2 separate regions of the Mus musculus genome follow, and region 2 is linked to region 1. The links are chromatin contacts, called in public promoter capture Hi-C maps. All regions are on one chromosome and are shown on one strand. The core of a region is the stretch at or near the end of the contact, and the rest is flanking DNA. Distances in the headings are between cores, read along the strand shown. Region 1 has its middle 36 kb from the start of 2010003K11Rik. Region 2 holds the start of Npas4 (neuronal PAS domain protein 4).

Region 1 (6,137 bases), core at 2,016-4,515:
GATAGATGGATGAGGGAGGTGGGGGACAATTCTAGAGAGCTAGGATGTAGCTCAGTGGTAGAATGACAAAAAAGCTTCCCAAACCCCATGTTCATATTCCTGGAAAGAAGTTTGTCTTAGTCAGGGTTTCTATTCCTGCACAAAACATCATGACCAAGAAGCAAGTTGAGGAGGAAAGGGTTTATTCAGCTTATACTTCTGCATTGCTGTTCATCACCAAAGGAAGTCAGGAAAGAACTCACACAGGGTAGGAACCTAGAAGCACGAGCTGATGCAGAAGCCATGGAGGAATGCTGCTTACTGACTTGCTTCCCCTGGCTTGCTCAGCTTGCTTTCTTATAGAACCCAGGACTACCAGCCCAGGGATGGCACCATCCACAAAGGTGCTATCCTCTCTTGATCACCAATTGAGAAAATGCCTTACAGATGGATCTCACGGAGGCATTTCCTCAAGGGGTGCTCCTTTCTCGATGATAACTCCAGTTTGTGTCAAGTTGACACACAAAACCAGCCAGTACAAAGCTGTGTCTGCAAAGGCTGATTGACACACTAGAAATCCAATGATGCGGCATTGGAACATTGGAAGGTCCAGTTGGAACGTTGCAGATCTAGAGCCTAATCACAAATTATCTTGGGCTAGCCTCTTATCCATCTATGTGTCAGACCTAAAATCCTGTGACTAACAGATTAAAAACCTTCTAGGATATATTAACTTAGCAGACTACTAGCTTCAACCACCCCTAATGCTAAGAATGTCATCAGATAGCATCTGAGGTCTACAGCTTAGATGTCTACATTTTACTTTAATGCTCCTCTCTGACATTTCCACCAATGTATTTGAAAACTGTCTTGATTTATGTCTTTGCCTGTTACTATGAAAACTTCATAAAATTGCTTCCACATGAAAAGAGCATAGAATCTGGTGTAACATAAATCTGTGTCCCTGGGCCATGGTTGCTCCAGAATAAAGGTTCTCTTATCCTCCTTGGGGTAAGACCTGTGCTTTTGCATTGACATAAGAGAAGCAAGGCCCAAGCTTCTTCCTCTCAGGGATTCCAGCACCTTCAGGTCTAAACTTGACTCTTTTCTTTCTAAAGACAGGGTCTCCTGTAGCTCATGCTGGCTGACATACAATTTATTCTGTAACTAAAGATGACCTGGACATCTAATCCAGTTTGCAAGCCTGGCTTTTTGATCATCATGTCTTCCCTCAGGGTGCCACAGACTGGGTGCCCGCCCTCTTCTTGCTCAACCCTGCTGTGACAATAGTTCAAGGGCCTGCTCCCCAGTGCTCTTACTCACAGCCCACAGATCCTTGTACTCAGAGCCTGCTCGCTCTCCACAGGGACTCCCATGGTAGCTCCTCCCACGGGGACCTTTCACACAGCAACCAGTGTGACTTTTCCAGTAGTACAAGGAATAAATTTGTGACACTTCACATGAGTTATTTCATTTGATCTCTTCCAACAATCCCATAAGGATGACCTCAATGCCCTATAAACATATTTTAAGAATCCTATGTAAAATATCAGGACTGTGTTGAAAAGACAATGGTAAAATTAAACCATCTCCTATTTTTCTTTGAATTACGTTCCCATCTTCATATAGTTCTTCTATAGCCAGAGATTTCTCCTAATAAAGTATCTACTCTAATTTAAATATGTATATGTATGTATATATCAGGGCTGAGCCAAACTTAGTGTTATACACTTTTAATCCCAGCACTTAGAGGCTGAAGCAAGTAGATCTCTGAGTTTGAGGCCAGCCTGGTCTACAGAGAGAGTTCCAGGGCAGCCAGGGCTACACAGAGAAGCCCTGTCTTGAAAAACAATAATAAATCAGGACTGCTAACCAAGTATGGCAGACCATGCCTGTATTCCCAGAAAATAGAAGGCTGAGGTAAGGGGATCAGGAGGTCAGGACATCCTCAATCATATGGCAAATTGGGGGCCAGCCAAGATACTGTCTCAAGAAAAAAAGAAATTTGGCTCTAGCATGTTAAATAAAATTTACAGAGACCACTGCTTTGAACTAAGCTTCTGAACTGGGTCCCAAAAGACTACTTACTGACTAACAATCAAAATAGAATCACTCATGCTGAGGTTCCAGTAAGCTAAAACTGAGCCTTAGACCTGACAATTGGGATTAGAAAGCTAACAGCCAAATTCTGCAAAGAGACCAGCTTCAACTGGTATGATAATGAGGCACCTTCAGCCTTCAGCTTCAGGAACCTAATGGTAAGCAATCATTTATTTTTCTATTGTTCTGCCCCCAAGGCCCCACCTCAAGAAAAAAAAAACTGAAAATTACCAATTTGCTTTTGGTTTTTGTTTCTTCTCTCTTCAGCCATTTTTCTGTCTATAAAACCAATTTCCCAAGTTTGGCTCATTGGAACATTTATTTTATTTTGTAGAATGAAGTGTGGCCTGGTTCCTGAATCAAAAATGAAGCCATTTAGGAGTCATTAAGCTGCCGGTTGTCATTTTGTCCCCTGAAAGCTTCTTTCTAGTAAAGCTGAATCACTTCGTCTCTGCATCTGAGGCCTGTGAACAATCACAGGAACTACCACAGCGTTCACCAGGCCCAGGGAGATCTGCTCTATGAAACAATACTAACTATAAAATCACACAGAGAGAGTGAAAATAGTACTAACACAGGAAAAGCCAGTTCCATGGGCGTGTTTGGGGGGTCAGGTTATGATCAAATCCCAATATGTGGTTGAACTGGATGGCTGATAGACAGGGAGATCTTGCCATTGTTGAATTCTTAATTGGTCTCCTTTTCCTTGAGTAAAGAATGAATTGCTAGCCAGACCTAGCAGTACATCACTGTAATTCCAGCTATTCTGGAGGCTGAAGCAAGACAAGAGGTTCACAAGCTCAGGGTCTGTGGGGCTATATATGGTGAGTTTAAGATGAACCTAGCAAAATAGCAAAATCTCCCATCTCAAAATAAAAAGTGAAAGGGGGTACTTAGGCACGGTAGTGAACACCAGTAATCCAGCACTTAGGAGGTAGAAGTAGGAAGATCAAGAATTAAAGGTTAAGATAGAGAAATTCAACAGTTAAGAATGTATCATGCGAGCCAGCCCCACAACACCCAGAGACAGCTCCACTCCCAGGCACTCCAACATGACCAGAATCAGAGGATCAGAGGTGAGAAGGACACAACATTTGTCCCCAACACCTGGAGACCTGTGACCTGTGGGACCAAGGCACACAGGAACTCCACCAGACCAGTGGCATGGTTTCTGTCCAGTCTGTCTGGGCCTGCGCCCTGAGCAGACCTTGGGTTCAAACTCCACAACCAGCCCAACACCCAGAGGCAGCTCCACTCCCAGGAGCTCTAACACAACCAGGATCAGAGGATCCCAGGATCCCAGGATCTTGGTCACACCAGGATCTCAAGGTCTCAAAGGCAGCTTGACTCCCAGGAGCTCGGACACACCCAGAATCTCAGGATCCCATAGTCAAAGGATCACAGAGACAGATTGACTCTGAGGAGTTCTGACACAACCAGGATCACAGGAAGGACAGACTCCAGTCAGATATAGCCAGGGCACTAAGATAATCAGATGGTGGAGGGCAAGTGTGTAAGAACACAAGCAACAGAAACCAAGGTTATTTGGCATCATCAGAACACAATTCTCCCATAGCAAGTCCTGGATATCCCAACACACAGAAAAATCAAGATTCAGATCTAAAATCACTTCTCATGATGATGATAGAGGACATTAAGAAGGACATAAATAACTCTCTTAAAGATATACAAGAGAACACAGGTAAACAGCTAGAAGCCCTTAAAGAGGAAACACAAAAATCCCTTAAAGAGTTACAGGAAAACACAATCAAGTAGGCTAGGGAAAGGAAAAAAGGAAAGGAACAAAACCATTGAGAATCTAAAAATGGAACTAGAAACAATAAAGAAATCACAAAGGGAGACAACCCTGGATTAAGAAAACCTAGGAAAGAGATCAGGAGTCATAGATGCAAGCATCACCAACAGAATACAAGAGATAGAAGAGAGAATCTTAGGTGCAGAAGATTCCATAGAAAACACTGACACAATAGTGAAAGAAAATGCAAAATACAAAAAGCTCCTAACCCAAAACATCCAGGAAATCCAGGACAAAATGAGAAGACCAAGGCTAAGGATAACAGGTATAGAAGAGAGTGAAGATTCCCAACTTAAAGGGCCAGTAAATATCTTCATCAAAATTATAGAAGAAAACTTCCCTACCTAAAGAAAGAGATGCCCATGAACTTACAAGAAGCCTACAGAACTCCAAATAGACTCAACCAGAAAAGAAATTCCTCCCCTCACAAAATAATCAAAACACCAAATGCACTGAACAAAGAAAGAATTTTAAAAGCAGTAAGGGAAAAAGGTCAAATAACATATAAAGGCAGGCCTATCAGAATTACACCAGACTTCTCACCAGAGACTATGGAAGCCAGAAGATCCTGAGCAGATGCCATACAGACCCTGAGAGAACACAAATGCCAGCCCAGGCTACTATACCCAGCAAAACTCTCAATTACCATAGACAGAAAAAGCAAGATATTCCATGACAAAACCAATCTTACACAATATCTTTCCACAAATCCAGCCCTACAAAAGATAATAGATGGAAAACACCAACACAAGGAGTGAAACTACACCCTAGAAGAAGAAAGAATCGTTTAACAAACCTACACAAACATAAATCCACCTCTAACAAGAAAATTAACAGGAAGTAACAATCACTTTTTCTTAATATCTCTTAATATGAAAATTAATATTACCAATATATCCTAATTGAGTGAAATTCAAAAATATGAGGAATTAGAAATTTGTTGGCTGTTATCCAGTGGTATCTCTAATTTGGTAATTGGAGAAATAGGTCCAATATTGTACAATCCATATACACTTTCTGCTTGTTTGTACATGACAGGGTCTTGCTGTGTGCCACATAATGGTCTTGAAATCATGCTTCTCCTATCTCAGCCCTTCTATTAGTAGGAGTGTTTATTTGATGTTTTTACACTATACTATGCTTTTCAGAACAGTTTACATACTTCAAAATTATTTATACAGCCAAAAGAAATGTAGGCAATTAATTTGGAAGGTGGCTTGTAAGAGAACAGCAAAAAGTGAGACAATGTTTTGCTTGATATTTATAATTATTGTATCAATTTTGCAGAAGAGGACTTTATAACTTACTCTTATTCTGAGATAAATGCTTTCAAAATTATCACAATCAATGAACCAGAATCGTACCCTCACCTAATGTCTGTGCCACCCTCCAAGCAGAAACATTGTTCATTGAAACAGTTGATGAATGACTTCATGGATAGACCATCTTAATACACACATCATTTCTTAAATGAATGTAACCTGTTCCCTATTGGCTGAAAATGATGACAATCACTCAAGTCAAATAGCTTTGACTGTAGCAGGAAATCTGTATCCAAAAATTGTGCCTTCCATTCATTCCTTGGCAGAGCAGAACTGTCAACTCTTAGCTTATCTACTATGGAGGTAAAATCCTTTGGTGATGTGGGGGACACTGAAGTACAGCCTTATTACAATGAACTCCAATGTCCAAAAACTGTTCTTATTTTGTGTTTGTGCCACAGTAAGAGTCAAGATTTTAAGCCCTACTAAAAACAAAACAAACAACAAAAAGACTTTATCTATTTATGTTCATTTAAAAAACTAATAGTTATATATTATTTTAAAATAACATACTGTTCATATATTTGGAGTTATTTAAAATTTATATTGAGAAAAATGTATGTATTTTCAGTATTGCTATAGACAAACATCTACATAAGACTGCTCAATTGGTTGTTGTTTTATATCAAACAACTTCTATAATACTCATTTTTATTGCTACAATATTTTATGAATTTTAAAGAATATCATAACAAATGAAAGGTATTGCAAGTTTTGAAAGGGCGGGCTTCTCCGGGAGGAGTTGGGGTACAAAAGGGAAAGGAGAATGTGATCTAGTCTATTTACTCAAAATATGTTTTTAAATGTTAACAAATTCAGGTAAATTGAAATTATGTATCTTTTCTCATCATAATGCAACAAAACTTAAATCAAAAAAAAAAAAAGAGTATATCAAGCACTCGCAAAGGACCAGGGTTTGG
Region 2 (6,137 bases), core at 1,755-4,254, 460 kb before region 1:
TCATGGAGGTGGGAGGCAAGAGGAGTGGGAGCTGGCCTAGGGAGAGGAGACATTGGGGGCATACAGAGCTTCTCAACTTGAATCAGAGTAGTCGAACTAAGATGATCCCTTCCCTACCCCCTCCCTTGCCCCTTTCTAGAACCTTCTCCCCTTCCAACGTTCCTTATCCCTAGTCCATCCTCCTGGAAAAATCCAAGGATTCCTCCCTTGAGCCCAATTTTCTTTCCAAGCTTAACTAATTCCTAGAACCGAGGAGTCTTGACAGCCACACCTGTAAATAGCCCATATGTATTCTCAATGAGGAGGATGACAGCATCGGGATGCCATTCTCATCTATCCCGAGGCCCAGCTCGGCTTTGATGTCACAGGCAAACCACGACCATTCTGAGTGGGAAGGCAACATTCAGCACCACGGACAGCGACAACATCCCCCCCCCCCCTCCCCCTTCCAGGTCTGCTTAAATTGCTTGGAGACCAGCTGTGGACCCAGCAGAGAGATGCAACTTATTGTGGAGGAGATATCAAGAACGTCTCCTGGCCAGGGCTTAAAGCACCTGTCTGTGAGGAAGACAGGGCAGAGATGAACCCCAGAGATAGAATGGTTGTCTAGCATACACAGAGCCCTGGTTTCATCCTCAGCTTTGGGAAACTAATCTAGAAACTCCATCTTGGATTTGCATATGGAAAGAGAATCCAAAAACCAAGGGAAGAGAATGGAACAGGGAGTGGTGGTGTTGAGTGGGGATATCAGAGTTAATAAGGATGAAACATGCCAGAGAGAAATACATCCTGAAGAAACCATTTCTGTCACCCATAAGGTTGGAAACAGTGTCTTACAGACACACACCATTTTCTCCATCTCAGCTATACCACTGGCTGGCTACATGGTTGTATATGTAGATGCTTTCTATCTGAACTAAAATTGTACAAAATATTAGGATAGGGGCTCTACAACCATGAACCTCTCCCCGCCCCTCCCCGGCATTACTAGGGAGTGCACTCAAGTCTTGAGCATGATAGAAGTGTGAACTCCTACTAAGCCATGGCCCTGGTCACCAAAGTACCCTCTTCCCATACCCCCTGCTTTTCACTCCACGTTGCCTCTCTTGCTATCACCCCTTTCCATGAAGAACAGGGGTTTCTTGACCACAAACTTTTCTCCTTGGTGTCAAAGTTCATCTCTAACTTTCTGCAGCCAGTTCTGTCCCTCTCTCCCAATTTTTTTTTGTTTTTTGTTCTGTTTGTTTGTGTGTTTTTGTTTTTTGAGACAGGGTTTCTCTGTGTAGCCTTGGCTGTCCTGGAACTCACTTTGTAGACCAGGCTGGCCTCGAACTCAGAAATCTGCTTGCCTCTGCCTCCCAAGTGCTGGGATTAAAGGCGTGTGCCACCACGCCCGGCTTCCCTCAACTTTTTAAATGGTCTTGTTTTTCAGGCTCTAAAAGTGCTTTTATATGTTCCTACTCTAAATGAAATTTTGGGCAAAAAGTTTCTCTAGTCCTTTGTGAAATGGTTGTGGGATAAAAAAAGGGCTCCCATACCCTGTGTAGACAGCAATCGCATGTAAGTGACTGAAGAAAGGTGTGTGTGGGGGTGTGTGTCTGGAGGGGTGGGGTGATGCAAAGGCCACACTACAAAGACAAGCCTGACATGACAGGTAGTTAAACCAAAGGTGCAAATTAGAGGGGTGGGGGTGGGGGGCGCCCACAAAGCCGAGATAGACTGTCCAACGCTCAATGAACGAAGGAAAAAAAAAAAAAGAAAGGTGTATGTTGTGCGCTCACTCAGTGACAAGTGCACAGGCAGAACGAGGAGCCCTGGAGCTAAAGATGGAGCAAGAATTGAAGGGAGATGGGGAGGGGACTCTGGCAGAATTAAAGGGTCTTGGGTAGGTGCAGCAGCCACTGAGGGCACAGCAGACCCTGGCTACTTGGCAGCCTCCCCCTCTTCCCGGCTGAAGCAGTGGGGAGAGCTTTCTAGAGCTGTGCGGAGGCCGGTAGGCCCCGCCCGCCGCTGCCGCCGCCGCAGCCGCCGGAGGATTCCTGTCCTAATATGGAGCTGGGATTCCCCCGGCCCCGCCCCCGCCCCCCAGCCCGCCGGAGAGACTGGGGCTCGCAAGAGGGCGGGGGAACAGCTCGTCTTGGGGGCTGACAAGCGGGAGGGGATCGTGGGAGAGGTTCAAACACACATCCAGATCCTCACCAGGCCCTGGGTCTTTGCCTCAGTTTCCCCGACAGGTGGCTAAGATGAACTAATAGAGGAAAAAGGAATCCCTGCAGATCACAGTGGAGATGTTTGTGTTCCTATGGTGCTAAGGAAATATGATCAAGACCGAATTCAAGTGGTCTCTTCTCCACAGGACCACCATTCCACCCTATCCTGGAGATTTAGACCCTCAGGTCAGGGCATGGAGGCGAAGAAGGAATTATTTATTTGAAACTGGCTAAGGGACTTTCAGATTGAATAGACCCCAGAAAAGACCCCCAGTTGTGACCTAGCCCCTCCCCAAAAGCCAAGGAAAGTCCCTCATGTAATTTCGACCCCTGCCTGGCAGATGGCGGCAAATTGGCAGAGGACCAAGCCCCTTCTCATCCTTTGCCTCCTTAGAAAAATCTATGTTGATAGCAGCCTCGCTTTGCCTTCTACAAACTCTCTTGTTAAGGGCTTCAGACCACCCTAATCCATGTACTGTTCCTCCTCCTAATAGAATGTAATGGAAAACCTGGGTCCCTGCACCCCATTCCTGGCTCTGCACAGCTCTTGCCAGCCGGCCCCCTCTGCACCCTCCCTTCTCCCCCTTCCCCCGCCCCCTCCCTCTCCCGTTCGACGTCACGGGATGACGTCGGAAGTCTGGGAGGGAGGAGGAGCACCCCCCCTCCCCAGCCAGTGGCTCCCTCTGCAGCTTGCTTTAGCCCAGCCTCCCGCCTCCCGCTGCCCCCCCCGTCTCTAAAAACGAGCCCCCCACGCCTGTCAGGAGCTATATAAGGCGGATCGAGGCAGGCGAGGGGGGCAGCGCTGCCGAGCGGAGCCCAGGAGTGGAGCGAGAGCGAGCAAGAGCCTGAGCGAAAAGACCGGGAAGCAAGGAAGAGGAAGCCTCCGGTGCATCGGGAAAGGATCGCAGGTGCTCGGGAGCCGGAGCTGGAGCTCCACAGCCGGCAGTCATGTACCGATCCACCAAGGGCGCCTCCAAGGCGCGCCGCGACCAGATCAACGCCGAGATTCGGAACCTCAAGGAGCTGCTGCCGTTGGCTGAAGCGGACAAGGTCCGGCTGTCCTACCTGCACATCATGAGTCTTGCCTGCATCTACACTCGCAAGGGTGTCTTCTTTGCTGGAGGTGAGCAGCTTGGGCTACCGGAGACCAGAGCTGACGGGGACCAGGGATGGAGGAGCTGAGGGAATGTGCTAAAACTGCCGCTTGTCTAGCACAGCGTGCTGGAAGCCTGTGGAGAGAAGGGACTTGAGGGGACCCTGGACTTCCTACTTTTTCTTCTGAGCTCCATCTAGACTAGCCTAAACGATAGTCCTAGCACTGGATTTGTGTGAGATAGAGCGCTAAAACAGAATGGTCCAGGCTCCCATTGCCTCAGAGGCACTCCAGGAATCCGGGGAGGGTACGGAAGGAAGCCTGGCAAGCTACAGGGAAAGCCTGCAAAGGCAAAGTATGAGGAAGAGTAGCTTGTGCTAGAAAATGCTGAGAGGGTCTTTCTATGCGCTCTGGAGCTGTTCGACGTCCTGAAGCCATCACCCTTTCTGGCGCTGCCCGCGGTGCTGAAATGGCCATAGCCCCTTTTCGCAGGAGCTGTCCGCGGTGCTGAATCCCAGTCCTTTCGGGAGAGCTCTGTCCACAGTGCTGACAGCAGAGGGCTGCTGAGGTTCCGGCCAGGCTTGGAAGTCCAGGGGCTCCCTGGCTAGATAGTTTTAGCAACAGGTCTCCTGGCCAAGATCCACAAGCATAGGGTCAACAGGTGTTGGCAGAAATAGGTCTATGGGAATTTCCTGTGTCTTCTCCAAGACTCAAAAGATGTTCTCTTTATTTCTGTGTTGTCCCTGATTCTTATCCTGACTCACCACATCTTCTCACCCTACAGGCACTCCTTTGGCTGGCCCCACCGGGCTTCTCTCTGCTCAAGAGCTTGAAGACATTGTGGCAGCACTACCTGGATTTCTCCTTGTATTCACAGCTGAGGGGAAGTTGCTATACCTGTCGGAGAGTGTGAGCGAGCATCTGGGCCACTCTATGGTGAGTACTAAAAGTCCTTGCATCTCAAGTTGGGGTATATGTGAGATAAAATGAGCCTCTCACTACTGAAAACAGAGTTATTAGAGGCGAGTGTGGGGGAGTCTTCCCTAAGAAAAATCATTGGTTGCAGATAGGCTCTTGCTGCCTTCACTAATGATCACTTCTCCTTTCTAGGTGGACCTGGTTGCCCAGGGCGACAGTATCTACGATATCATTGACCCTGCTGACCATCTCACTGTGCGCCAGCAGCTCACCATGCCCTCTGCTCTGGATGCTGGTAAGAACCTCCTCTCGGTTCTTCAGTTTACTCCTCTGCTGCCCTGCCCTAACTATCTACTCTCCTCCAATGCCCACCCTCTTAGTCAGTTTTTCCTTTTGCTCACCTAGATCGCCTTTTCCGTTGTCGATTCAACACCTCCAAGTCCCTCCGGCGCCAGAGTTCAGGAAACAAACTGGTGCTTATTCGAGGTCGATTCCATGCTCACCCACCTGGGGCCTACTGGGCAGGAAACCCTGTGTTCACCGCTTTCTGCGCCCCACTGGAGCCAAGACCCCGCCCTGGCCCCGGCCCTGGCCCTGGCCCTGGTCCTGCTTCTCTCTTCCTGGCCATGTTCCAGAGCCGGCATGCTAAGGACCTAGCCCTACTGGACGTTTCTGAAAGGTAAGCCCAAAGTGTTCAAACTCCAGTAAGAAGGGAGGCCAGAAAGAAGGGAACTTTAGATTCGTGATCTTAGATTCAGGGCAGGGAGGATGGGGCTTAAGTGGGCAGAGAGCATGGGAGGGAGTGAAGTGCATGCATTTTGAGTAAGGTAAACAGAAAGCTGACCTCATCATTTCCACCTTCCCAGTGTCCTAATCTACCTGGGCTTTGAGCGCAGCGAACTGCTCTGTAAATCATGGTATGGACTGCTACACCCCGAGGACCTGGCCCAAGCTTCTTCTCAACACTACCGCCTGTGTGAGTGTCCTGAGAGGCCGTGCATAACACAGGAAGCTGGGAGAAAGCATGGGAGACAGGCCAGGGACTGGCTGTGGTCCAAACTGATGTTAAGGAGTTTCGGAGGCTACAGAGTGAGCTTGAGGATGAGAAGTCAAGGCAAGAATAGGACAGAGTTAGAAAACACTGTGTGATAAGGTCAAGTGGGGAGCCTAGAGGTACAGGTTAGGGTAGTTAGAAGAGAATATGTCATGGCTCCCTCAATTCAGTGTAGAGGTAAGAAAGGTGGGTGTGTAGGTGGTGTTGATTGATGGACCTTCTAATCCGGTATTCCTTTTTTCTCCCCAGTGGCTGAAAGTGGAGATATTCAGGCTGAAATGGTGGTGAGACTTCAAGCCAAGCATGGAGGCTGGACATGGATTTACTGCATGCTATACTCAGAAGGTCCAGAAGGCCCTTTTACTGCCAATAACTACCCTATCAGGTAAGCTGTAAGATACAAGATGGCGGAGAGGGGAGGGGAGCTGAGGTCAGCATAGAAGAAATGCAACGAAGAAAACTACTCTGGTAATGGACAGCAGACCCTTACAAGCTGCCACCTCTTCCCTTTCCAGTGACACGGAAGCCTGGAGCCTCCGCCAGCAGCTAAACTCTGAAGACACCCAGGCAGCCTATGTCCTAGGAACCCCAGCTGTGCTACCCTCATTCTCTGAGAATGTCTTCTCCCAGGAGCAATGCTCTAATCCACTCTTTACACCATCCCTGGGGACTCCTAGAAGTGCCAGCTTCCCCAGGGCTCCTGAACTAGGTGTGATCTCAACACCAGAAGAGCTTCCCCAACCCTCCAAAGAGCTGGACTTCAGTTACCTGCCATTCCCTGCTAGGCCTGAGCCTTCCCTCCAAGCAGACCTGAGCAAGGATTTGGTGTGTACTCCACCTTACACACCCCACCAGCCAGGAG

What was found. Promoter capture Hi-C pulls out the DNA fragments that hold promoters and counts their contacts.
Region 2: a contact with region 1 is called in a promoter capture Hi-C map of liver, with 2.3 times the contacts expected there. A contact is called at or near these places in 7 of 39 promoter capture datasets (the HPC-7 cell line, HPC-7-derived erythroid cells, embryonic stem cells and 4 more), 1 of 484 Hi-C or Micro-C datasets (nephron progenitors), 4 of 130 datasets of targeted methods (craniofacial prominence, embryonic basal ganglia, embryonic stem cells and 1 more) and 1 of 9 other capture datasets (embryonic stem cells).

The regions. Positions count from the first base shown.
Region 1 is chr19:4,531,914-4,538,050 of GRCm38.p6, reverse strand. It overlaps a transcript of Pcx not described here. Among named protein-coding and RNA genes, the nearest start is that of 2010003K11Rik, 36 kb to the right of the region's middle.
Region 2 is chr19:4,986,838-4,992,974 of GRCm38.p6, reverse strand. Npas4 (neuronal PAS domain protein 4) reads left to right here and starts at 3,004. Exons shown (of 8, transcript NM_153553.5): 1 at 3,004-3,333; 2 at 4,088-4,239; 3 at 4,414-4,516; 4 at 4,627-4,900; 5 at 5,088-5,197; 6 at 5,525-5,660; 7 at 5,791-6,137. The coding sequence starts at 3,159.